Linked DNA regions of Dromaius novaehollandiae: region 1 is linked to region 2. The links are chromatin contacts, called in public Hi-C maps. All regions are on one chromosome and are shown on one strand. The core of a region is the stretch at or near the end of the contact, and the rest is flanking DNA. Distances in the headings are between cores, read along the strand shown. Region 1 has its middle 22 kb from the start of PLXNC1. Region 2 holds the start of SOCS2 (suppressor of cytokine signaling 2).

What was found. Hi-C and Micro-C count contacts between places; a contact is called where the count stands out from the background.
Region 1: a Hi-C map of liver shows a contact between it and region 2, with 7 times the contacts expected there. The contact joins the enhancer-like site here to the promoter of SOCS2 in region 2. A contact is called at or near these places in 3 of 4 Hi-C or Micro-C datasets (brain, liver and ovary).

What each region holds. Positions count from the first base shown.
Region 1 is chr1:46,833,360-46,838,029 of bDroNov1.hap1, reverse strand. No RefSeq gene overlaps it. Among named protein-coding and RNA genes, the nearest start is that of PLXNC1, 22 kb to the left of the region's middle. Within about 2 kb of position 1,694, at least 1 of the 2 cell types and tissues checked has open chromatin away from gene starts, as enhancers often do.
Region 2 is chr1:46,667,108-46,672,203 of bDroNov1.hap1, reverse strand. SOCS2 (suppressor of cytokine signaling 2) reads right to left here and starts at 1,391. Exons shown (of 2, transcript XM_064510235.1): 1 at 664-1,391. The coding sequence starts at 781.

The DNA.
Region 1 (4,670 bases), core at 445-2,944, 170 kb before region 2:
CCAAAGCTTGCAGAACTCTCGCAGAAAATTAGCGCTATCGCATCTTGGCTGACGCTGCTTTGGATATTCCTGAAATGCATTGCAGAAATAATCAGAGCCTGACTGCCTTCAGGAGATCTTGCTCTGGCTCTAAAGCAACTGAAGCTCAGCAAAAAGAAATGAGCCTGCCAAATAATCTGCGTGTCTCCAGCAGCCTCCCTTGTTCTGCATGGATGGTCCCAAACTCGGGGCCTGAACAGACTGCCACTGCTTCAGGGGGACAAAGAAGGGGCTCTGTTTACTGCACTGAGACTTGTAAGACGATCTCTTTCCCAACTCTAAGCTCCCACTGGTCAAATAATAATGAATAACTGGGATTTCCATCATACGCCTCCTCTGGGAGACACATATATCATTGATTCGTACTACAGGTTTCCTTGCTCTGTGGCTGCCATAAGCCTGCCAAATCAGAGAGTGCTGACAGCTCACTGAAGCAAGGGATACGGAGCAGAGCTGGACAGGAATTTTTCAACAAAACAACATCAACACCAAAACATTTAAAGGAAACAACAGGAGTGCCAGCGAAAGTTTAACCAAGACGGTATTTCGGTCGGCTTCCGAGTGATTGGTATCCCATCACGAGGGATGTCATCTGGCGAGCCGCACGGGTGTCCCACCTGATGAAAGTACCACTCGCTTAGTTGCTATGTGGATGTCTCCATCCACCCCGACCCACTGGAGCTGCTGCAGTACAAGCGGAGGGCATACTGCTTGCAAAGACGGTGCGCCAGATGACATTCTCCCTTCCCAAATCAGAGATGAAGCGCGTTGGCAGAAACGCTTTGGGAACCACGGAGTATCTGCCTCTCACGAAGGTGAGATGCTTCCAGGTGCCTTTGCGACAGGTCTCCTCTCTGCTTCACCTCCGTGAGAATCGGCAGCTCCCCGTTCCCACTGGCTTCGGGGCCCAGAACTCCCTATTTTTCTGACACTAAACAATTCAGTATGGCTGAGCCCTCTGTGCCCACCATTTTATTTCCAAAACTATGTTTCATAACTATGTTTCAAACAAAGACAGCAATACTTTTGCAGGTCCCTTTTGATACCGATTTATTCGAATTCTTAAAAGTAAACCATCTGGACAGTATCCAGAAGCAAAAATCCCCAACCACCCAAACAAAAAACTCTTACAATGTTCTTTTAACAGAATAAAAAGCTTTGGATAACTTGCAACAATTTTCCAGGATGGCGTATTTGAGCCCAAAAGATTGCATTTGACAAAAAATAAGAGATAAAGTGGATTTAGCATCTTAATCCTGTGCTAGAGATATTATAGCCACATATCCAGTCCAGAAGTGCTTCCCTGATTTCTACAGACACCGTCTGAGATGAGTGGCCTACCTCTTCCCTCATGCGAGGAACAACTTCCATGTGTTAACTCAAACACTTCCAACAGGTGTAAACAACTTTCCATTAGAGGTGAAGTTCACAACACATTAGACAACCTCACACTTCAACCTTCAAAGGTCTAATTTAATTCCTGGGATCAATAGCTCATGTTACTAATGCGTTTTGCCAAAACCCTGGGATCATGTCCTACATATTATAGTAATTCTTTCCAGAAGAATTTTGATTTGTAAATAATGAAGAGCTAGTACAACTCCTTCTGTTAGCAGCACTGCCGGGCCTTTTGCCAGTTTGTAAGCTTAAGAATTTTGGTGTTTAGTGCTCCCATCTGTTCAGAGAGCCTGAGGGTGAGGAGTTATCAAAAGCAATATGTGGGCTTTTTTATTCCATGTCTGAGATTTTATGACACATTTTGTCACAAAACAGGCCACTAGGGATAGGAGTGAGTCTCTCTGCGTGGGGAACCTCTGAACTTCTGCATACTTGTTTTTTGCCCAATTTTGCCCAAATCTAAACAGACCAAAATTTACACAATTATCTATTAATTCCCATCTTGATGCCTCAAATAGAAATACAACCAAGTGCTTAACAGTTATGAAAGAATTAAAATCCTTGGCATGTATATATTCGGTGCGGAGGAATTCAATAAACACCCAGCTCTATTTGCACGAGGGCTTTGAAGGCAGCCCTGCTGTCAAGGTATAAGGAAACTTTTGTTCCCCAAACAAACACTTCAGATGGGCTCTTCTGCCGTGTAGGGGTTTTGAAGGTGAGCCCTCCTCTCCCTGCCGGGACACCAAGGTGAGCGCCCAGTTCGAGGTGGCCGGATTTACCCCGTGAAACGGCGTTTTCCTTTTGTTTCAGACCCAACTTGAATGCACTTTGACATAAAGATTATATCCTCTTTCCGACCGTAGGGGTGCCCTCCTCTCCTGACCATGCTCTCTGCCTCTTCCCCTTGGGAGCAGGGGGCCACTGGCAGGAGGCCTCCCCAGGTGCCCAGGCGTCCCTGCGCTCCCCAAAGAGCAGAGTTTGCTGGGGCAGGCTGGCCGAGCACAGCTGGTGCCGCAGCGCTGCTGAGGAGCAAAATAGGCTTTTGCAATCAGATACCATTCTGCTAGGCGATCCACAGGGTTAAAAAACCAGCAAAGTGATTTTCGTCTGCTGTTTTGTTATGCTTAATTTGTTCTCTCTTTGTGAAACACCCTGGAACTGCACCCAGTGGTTTTGCACACCAGCGAAGTGCCCAGGATATGCACAGACTACTTCTTCCCTCTGCTTTGCTTTTAATTTTGCAGGAAAGCCTAACTGTACAGATTAAGAAACTGAACTCTTGAACTGGACAAAATAAGGAAAAAGCTCAGAGGGACTTAGGTCACAAGTAGATTTTTAGCTGTTGTTTAAAGACGGCAGTTTAGAAACCCCAGGTTGCTTCGGGGTTCCTTCTTGGTCAGTTTGAACTCAGTAGACTTATTACTACAACAACCAGGAGCAGGACCCTAGACATTTACTGAAGTTTTTGGTTTGTCAGAAATGTCAGTTTGGACAGTTTTTGTTAGTTGCATCCACCAAAACAAGGTGGTTTTATGCAGTTGTGTTTTTGCATAGCAGAAACCAGAAGAAATTCAAATTAAACTCTACCACTAAAATTAAAATCAGTACTAGGAATTCAAAATTCAAATAACCTTGTTCTTAGAAGCTTGGCGTGGCACACACAAGGTGAAAAACAAGTGTTGAAACATCATCCTGAGAAAGAGCTCCAAGGAACTGTTCTTTAACTCCCTTTTATCTCCAAATCAGCCAATTTACATAGTCATTAGATAGCTATATCTATATAGCTATCTATAGGCATAACTCCACAGTAGCACAGAGTACCATATTGTACTGGTTTCACGTGACTTTGTCTGCATTTACATTGTAATATCCTTGGTATTATGAAGCAGACTTCACTCACCCTGCACACATCTATCAAATGTTTTCTATCAGAAGAGCTAGTCGCATTAAAAAAAAACCCGCATCAGTTATAAATGTCAAAGCGGCTTTTCTTTTACACCGATGCAGTGAATCCCTAACAAACTGGCACAGCCAGGGGTTTATTACCCTTCTACTTTGTTAAGGCGTAACAGTCTTCCCTGTCAGTGCAGATCATCTACCTGATATTTGTTATCAGATTGTCTCACTCCCTACAGCTAATTAGGCCTTTGCTCTCCAGACCCCAATTCTCCTCCTCTTGCTTTCAATAGAGCAGCTGTCTTCGGAGGTTTCCGTTTTGGTTGTTTTGTGCATATGCAAGGCGAGGAGCCTGTTTGGTCGAACATCCCCGCTCAAGAAGGCTCATTCGGCCAGCGGTGAGAAGAGTTCAAAGCCAGGCCCTGGGAGGGATCGGGGCAACCTGCTCCTCTCATCGATTTAAATGGGAGGCGCAAACTTTAGGTACCCTTGAAGGACAAGACCTCAAAGGCACGAAATTGTACATTTAGGGCTTAATTCCAGCTACGTGTGTGGCTCCCACAGGGAGCAACTCGGCGGGTGCCAGCCGGTGGCTGAGGCAGCCCTGGGCATGAGGGGCAGCTGCTTTTGCTGGTTGAAAGGCCGGTGCTTGGCATGGCCGGGGCGCAGGAGCTCTGCACCATCTGAGGGCCACCACAAATCCTGGAGGCTCAGAAATGAGCTGGGAGAGGGGCCATGGGGGACCTGCGGGGCCTCCCACGGGACCTTTGGGCTGGGGGCGGCACTGGCCGCGGCCACGGGTGCCGAGGGCGCCATCCCACGGACGAGGCGCCTGCGCTGGCTCCTCATCAGCGCCTGGAAAGGCGCGAGGAAAGCAATCGCTCTGGCGTGCCGCAGGGCCATTTGGCTGCCGCGGCCGCGGGGCGGCCCGCGCCCTGCCCCGGGGAGCAAAGACAGGCTGTGCCGGCACGGTGAGGCGCCAAGAGGCATTTTGTTTGCTTGTTTGTTTTTTTGGTTTTTTTCCTTGTTTCCAAAGGGAGCCTCCTTTTCCCCTTTCTCCGCCTCCTTTCGGTGTGGGCAGAGCCACATGAGGTGTCCCCAGAGGCGCCTTCGCTGTTGCCTTGGTCCTGGCCTCGCGCAGAGAAGGGCAGCACCGCCGAGGTGCTGCTTAACCAAGTGCGAGCATGGAAAGGTCTCTTTCACCAGCCAAGAAAACACATCGGTACTGACTGACGCATTAAGCATCTATAGTTTTATAGTTCAGAAAGCTTGACTTCCTGGAAATTAACTGAATGTTTCTTTTCCAAGTATGAGCATAGTACGTGCTCACCATC
Region 2 (5,096 bases), core at 142-2,641:
AGCTTTATTCATCGCTGCCCGTTCGCTTGCTTAAAAACCTACCCTTTGCCCGATACATTGCCTCTGCTGCTTGAAAGCCGAAGTCCCGCAGACTTTGTAGACATGGAAGCGGTGTCTGGATTTAGGCTTTGCAGCGCGGCTCGTTCGGACACGAGCCCTGAGGCTCGCCCGGCCCCGCGCCTGCCCGCGCGGCCGCCGCCACCCACCTCCCCGCCGCCGCCGCGACCTGCGCCGCTCCGGCCCCGCGGCCGTGCTCTGCAGCGGCACCGCAACGCCTGACACGGGGAGAAGGAAAAAGAGCAAAAAACCCGCTTGCAGTGCCTCTCGCAGCGACCCCAGTCGGCTGTGCGGGAGCGGGAAGCGAAGTGCGAGCGAGCGACCGAGCGCGGCGACCCGCGGCGGCGGCGGGCGACACCCGCGCGGGGCAGGAGCGCGCCCGCGGGGCCAGGTGCGCGCCCGCCCGCGCCGCCGCCGCCGCCGCCGCCGCCGGGGGATGCGCCGCCGCCGACCGCGGGGCCGGGCCGGCCCGCACGGCGCTGCCGGGCGCCCGCCGGGCCGCGGCGCTGGCGGCGCGGGCTGCGCTTTCGCTTCGGCGCCCGCAGCCCGCGGAAGGGCCGCGCCGCCGCCGCCGCCCGCGGGGGGCTCCGCCGCCGCCGCCCTTACCTGCCCGCCGCAGCTCCTCCATGGCCGCGGCCAGGCGCGCCGCCTCCCGGGACTCCTCCGCCGCCGCAGCCGGGCGCCGCCGGGCGCTCTCCAGGGGCTCGGCGGAGCGCAGGGTCATGGGGCCGCGGCGGGCGCGCAGGGCGGCCGGGGGGCTGCGCTCCGCCGCCGCGGTGCTCAGCGCCGCGCCGGGGGCATGGCCGGCCGCGGCGGCGCCTGCGGAGCGGAGGGAGAGCGCGGTTAGCGGCGAGCCCCGCTCCCGGCGCGGCCGCCCGGGAACTTCCCAGCATCCAGAGGAGGGAGCCGAGGCGAGGGATCACCTCCCGGCTGCGCGGGGGAGGGACGTCTCCTCCCCACCCCCCGCCGCCGGCCCGGCCCCGGCCGCCCTCCGCCGCCGCGGAGGTGGGCTCGCCCCGGCAGGTCCCCGGCGCGGGGCTGCGCTGCGCTGCGCTGCGCGGGCGGCGTCCTGCTCCCCGTGCCGCTAAACCCGGGTGGTGTTAAAATAAAGTGTCTCCCCTCGGCTGCAGCGGACGGGACGGGCGCAGAGAGCATCCTCCTCCCCCGCCGGTCGCTCGGGGGCTGCGGGGCAGAGCGGGGCTCACCAGCCGCCGCGTTAGGGCGGCTCCGCGGCGGCTCCCCGGCACCAGAAGCTCCCGGCGGAGCTCAGCAACTTTTCCAGGTTAAACTCCGTCCTTCGGGAAGGCGACGCGCCCCCCGCCGCGCCGCAGCACCGCCCGCCGCCGTCCCGGCCCGCCGGCACCTCCCGGCCGCAGGTGCCTGCCGGCTCCGCGCCCGCGGCGCCCCGAGCGCAGGCGGCGGCGGCTCGGCCGCGGCCGCGCGGGCGCAGGGGGCCCGGCGGCGCCCCGCTTTCGCGGGGAAGCGCCGGGATCGCCCCCTGGTGCCCAGGCAGCGGGGCTCGCGGCGGCGGCGGCGGGCGCAGGGCGCCCCCGCGAGCAGCAACCTGCCGCGGCCGGCGGGGCAGCCCGGCCGCAGCGCCGCTCTCGAGGAACGCGCGGCCCGCGGGCTCCTCGCGGCGCGGCACTCACCCGGCTCGGCGGGACGCGGCGGCGGCGCCGCCTGCGGGCAGGGCGGCCGGGCCGGCGGCGTCAGGGGGCCGGCGGCATCGCCGGAGCCGCGGAGCGGCGGAGCCCGGCCGGCGGCCGGCGCTGCGGCGGCGCTGCCCGCCGGCCCCGCAGCCGCGGGGGGCCGGGCCGGCGGCGGGCGGGCGCGGAAGGGCCTGCGGGGAGCCGGCGGGGAGCCGGCGGCGCCGTGCGGGCAGCGAGCAGCGCCGGCGCCGCGCTCACACACGCGCGCCGCGGCGGGAGGCGGAGGATCGCGCCCGTGGGGAAGCGGCAGCGCCCGCCCCCCCTTCCCCCGCCGGGGCGGGCGGGCAGGAGCGGGCGGCCTGATCCCGAGAGGGGGGGCGCCCCCCCGCTCCCCACCTCCCGGGAAGGCGAAATACAACGGCTGCTTTCCAGGAACTTTCCAGGAACCGCATCATGTGACAGGCGCAGCTCCGCCGCCTGCACCGCTTTCAAGGGGAGCCGCAGCCGCGGCCCCGCGGGGAAGCGCCCCGCCGCCTGCGGCCGGAGCCCGCCGCCGCGCTCCCCTCTGCCCCCGCCCGCCACCTCCCGCCGCCCCCGGGCCGCCACCCCGCCGCCCTTGCCCTGTCACGCCGCGGCCGCCTCCCGCCCCCGCCCGCACACGCGCACGGTGGCCGAGGCCGCGCTCAGCAGCGCCGGACGCGCCGCTCGCAGGTCAGTGGCCCGCGCAGCGCCGCTGCCCGCGAAGTGCCGGCTGCCGCGGCCCCCTTCCCGCCCCTCCCCTCCCCCCCCCCGCGAGGCGCGGCCCCGGCGCCCGCCCGCGACGGCCGCTCAACGGTCGCCGGCGCTCGGGCGGCCGCGCCGCGCGGAGCCGGCGGGCGGCACCTCCTGAGGTAAAGGCGCGAGCGGCGCGGCCCGGGGGCCGCGGGCACCTGAGGGCGGGGGCGGCGGGGCCGGGGCCGGCGGGGCCGGGGCCGGGGCCGGGGCCGGGCCCGCCCTCGGGGCCGGCGGCGCTTCAGGGGACACTGCCAGGAGCTCGGTGCCAGGGACGGCAGCAGCTGAAGCTCCTGGGACACCCCACCCTGGTCTCCACCCCCTTCACCCTCCAGCGCTAAATACCTCGTTGCTACAAACAGCCATTATCCCGTGGTGCCGTTTGTGCGTGCGTCTCCCTCCCGCCCTCTCTATATCTCTGTGTGATTTTTAATGTGCCGTAAAGCTGGCTTTCGGTGCAAAAAAAAAAAAAAAAGAAAAAAAGGGATTTATTGTGTTGTTGGGTGCTGCTAGTTAAGCAGCCACCTTTCGCTGCTGCTGAGGCAGGCTGAAGTTGCACTGATTGAAAAAATAAAAAGAAAAGGAAAAAAAGAAACAAAGCAAAAGTAGCCGAAAGTAGCCGGATCGGGCTTACCCTCATCCATGCCACTGGTTAAGTCAAGATTCGCTTCAAATAAACGGCAGCATTTAGACGGGGAGCAATTTTCGGGCTCGAAAGCAGAAGAAACTAGGAGCGTGTTTGTTTGTTTGTTTGTTTTAAAGTCCCCAGAAAAATCAATGTAAGATGATACCAAATCATGTCTATAAAAAGCTGGGGGGGGGTGGGGTGGGGGGAAGCCAAGCCTGTATTATCAGGGAGACAGAGAAGTGGGTATGTATTAAATGTCACAGCCTTTGTCTGCTGGAAGCAAGCAGCCTGGATGGTGGAGCCTAGCACTCGTAATTTCAGTTTTAGCGTTAGTATGCTTTCTCGAGGGAAGAGCTATGTGTGACGGACACACAAGCTCCCCAGTACATAGAGAAAGTCTCTGATAGGTCCGCTTGTGCTTCGATTCATACTTATCAGTAACTCCTGAAATTTTTTAAAGCATTTTTTTTTAAATCTGACCATGGAGAACTATTCCAAACAGCTCTTGTAACACATATTATTTATAATTTTAAAACATGATTCCTGAGAATATGGATGAACAGACAGCATTAGAGTTAATACTTCTCTTTTTCTTAAAAGTAATTGCTTTATTTAATTATTAAACAGACTCATCTGAGAAAAAAATTACTTTGTTAAGTGACTTGGTCAGTATGGTTTCATCTGTTTGTAATGTCTCAGTACTTTCAGATTTAGTTTGTTTGGTTCATGAAAAAAGGTGGTTTTAATCACTGACAACACTGCAGATTCAAAATGGGGTCTGAAAAACAAACATGGTCTTTCTTGCTTATGTATCGTAAGAGATGACATAAAGCAATATAGATTTTGAAAATCATTGTTGTTACTGTTTTCATCTGTGCTGTTCGGATAGCCTCAAATTCAGCCTCCAATTACTCTTTTGGAATCCACTAGTTTTTCTTTGCATAGCTATGAGAAGGAGACAGAATTAACGGTTCTGCTATTCATGATGTGAGATCTTGCATAAAATCTAATCTACTTTTTCAGAGTTGCACTGGCTTCCCAATATTCAGAAGATTTAAAAAAAAAAAAAGCAACACAAATCTCTTTTTATAACTAAAATATTTATCTGTAAGTATTTGCGGGCACAAAGCTCTTAATCAAAAATATGTTATTTTGGTATAATAGCATTCATATTTAGGACTATTCCTTTAAACTTCACTAATTCCTCTTAGAGATATGTCAATAATCTTGCCTAGACCCAAAGCTGCTTTTTTTTTACAGCTTTGCTGTAGTTCTCTTTTCCTATTTTATTTATTAATGGTATTTTTATGTGGATAGTATCTCAAGATTTCCTTTGCTTTTGCTGTTTATTCATCACTTCGAGTCATAATAATTTGTTTCTAAAGCCACAGCTGGCTGCTGTAAAGGCACAGAGAGGAAGACCATGATTTATGTGGTGAATGAGAAACAAGAACAGAAGGCTGTAATAAATATTTGTTACTTAAAACTTCAAATATTGTTATGGAAAAGAAAGAATAAAAATTAAATAGGCAGTATATCAGCAGGATCTGTTCTAAATAGAGTTTTGTTAAATTTTCCATGAGAAGTTAATATCTCTTAAAAACAATACTGAAGATCTGCTAAATTTACAAGAGTAGTGAAATTCAGACTTAAACCTGCAAATCAATTTTTAAATCACACTTTTGGCACCTCATAAGAGTACTTCAGTTCATGGTTACATTTATCCAGTGATTTGAGACTTCCATAAGTACTATAGGCTCAGTGGGATAAGTTAATATTTCAATGTTCCTTTCAACAATGTTAGTTAGCTAGTTTCCTCCACTGTCTGTGTGGCTTTCTCCGACAGTCATAGGGGAGAGAAAAATATTTTTTAAGTGTAAGAAAAGGTGATTAAATTAAATTAATTTGGGGATTCTGGGCCACGTGGTGTTTTAAACTACTTCAAGTTACTTCTTAGCTTCTTTGGCATCAGGATGCTTAATACATACTTT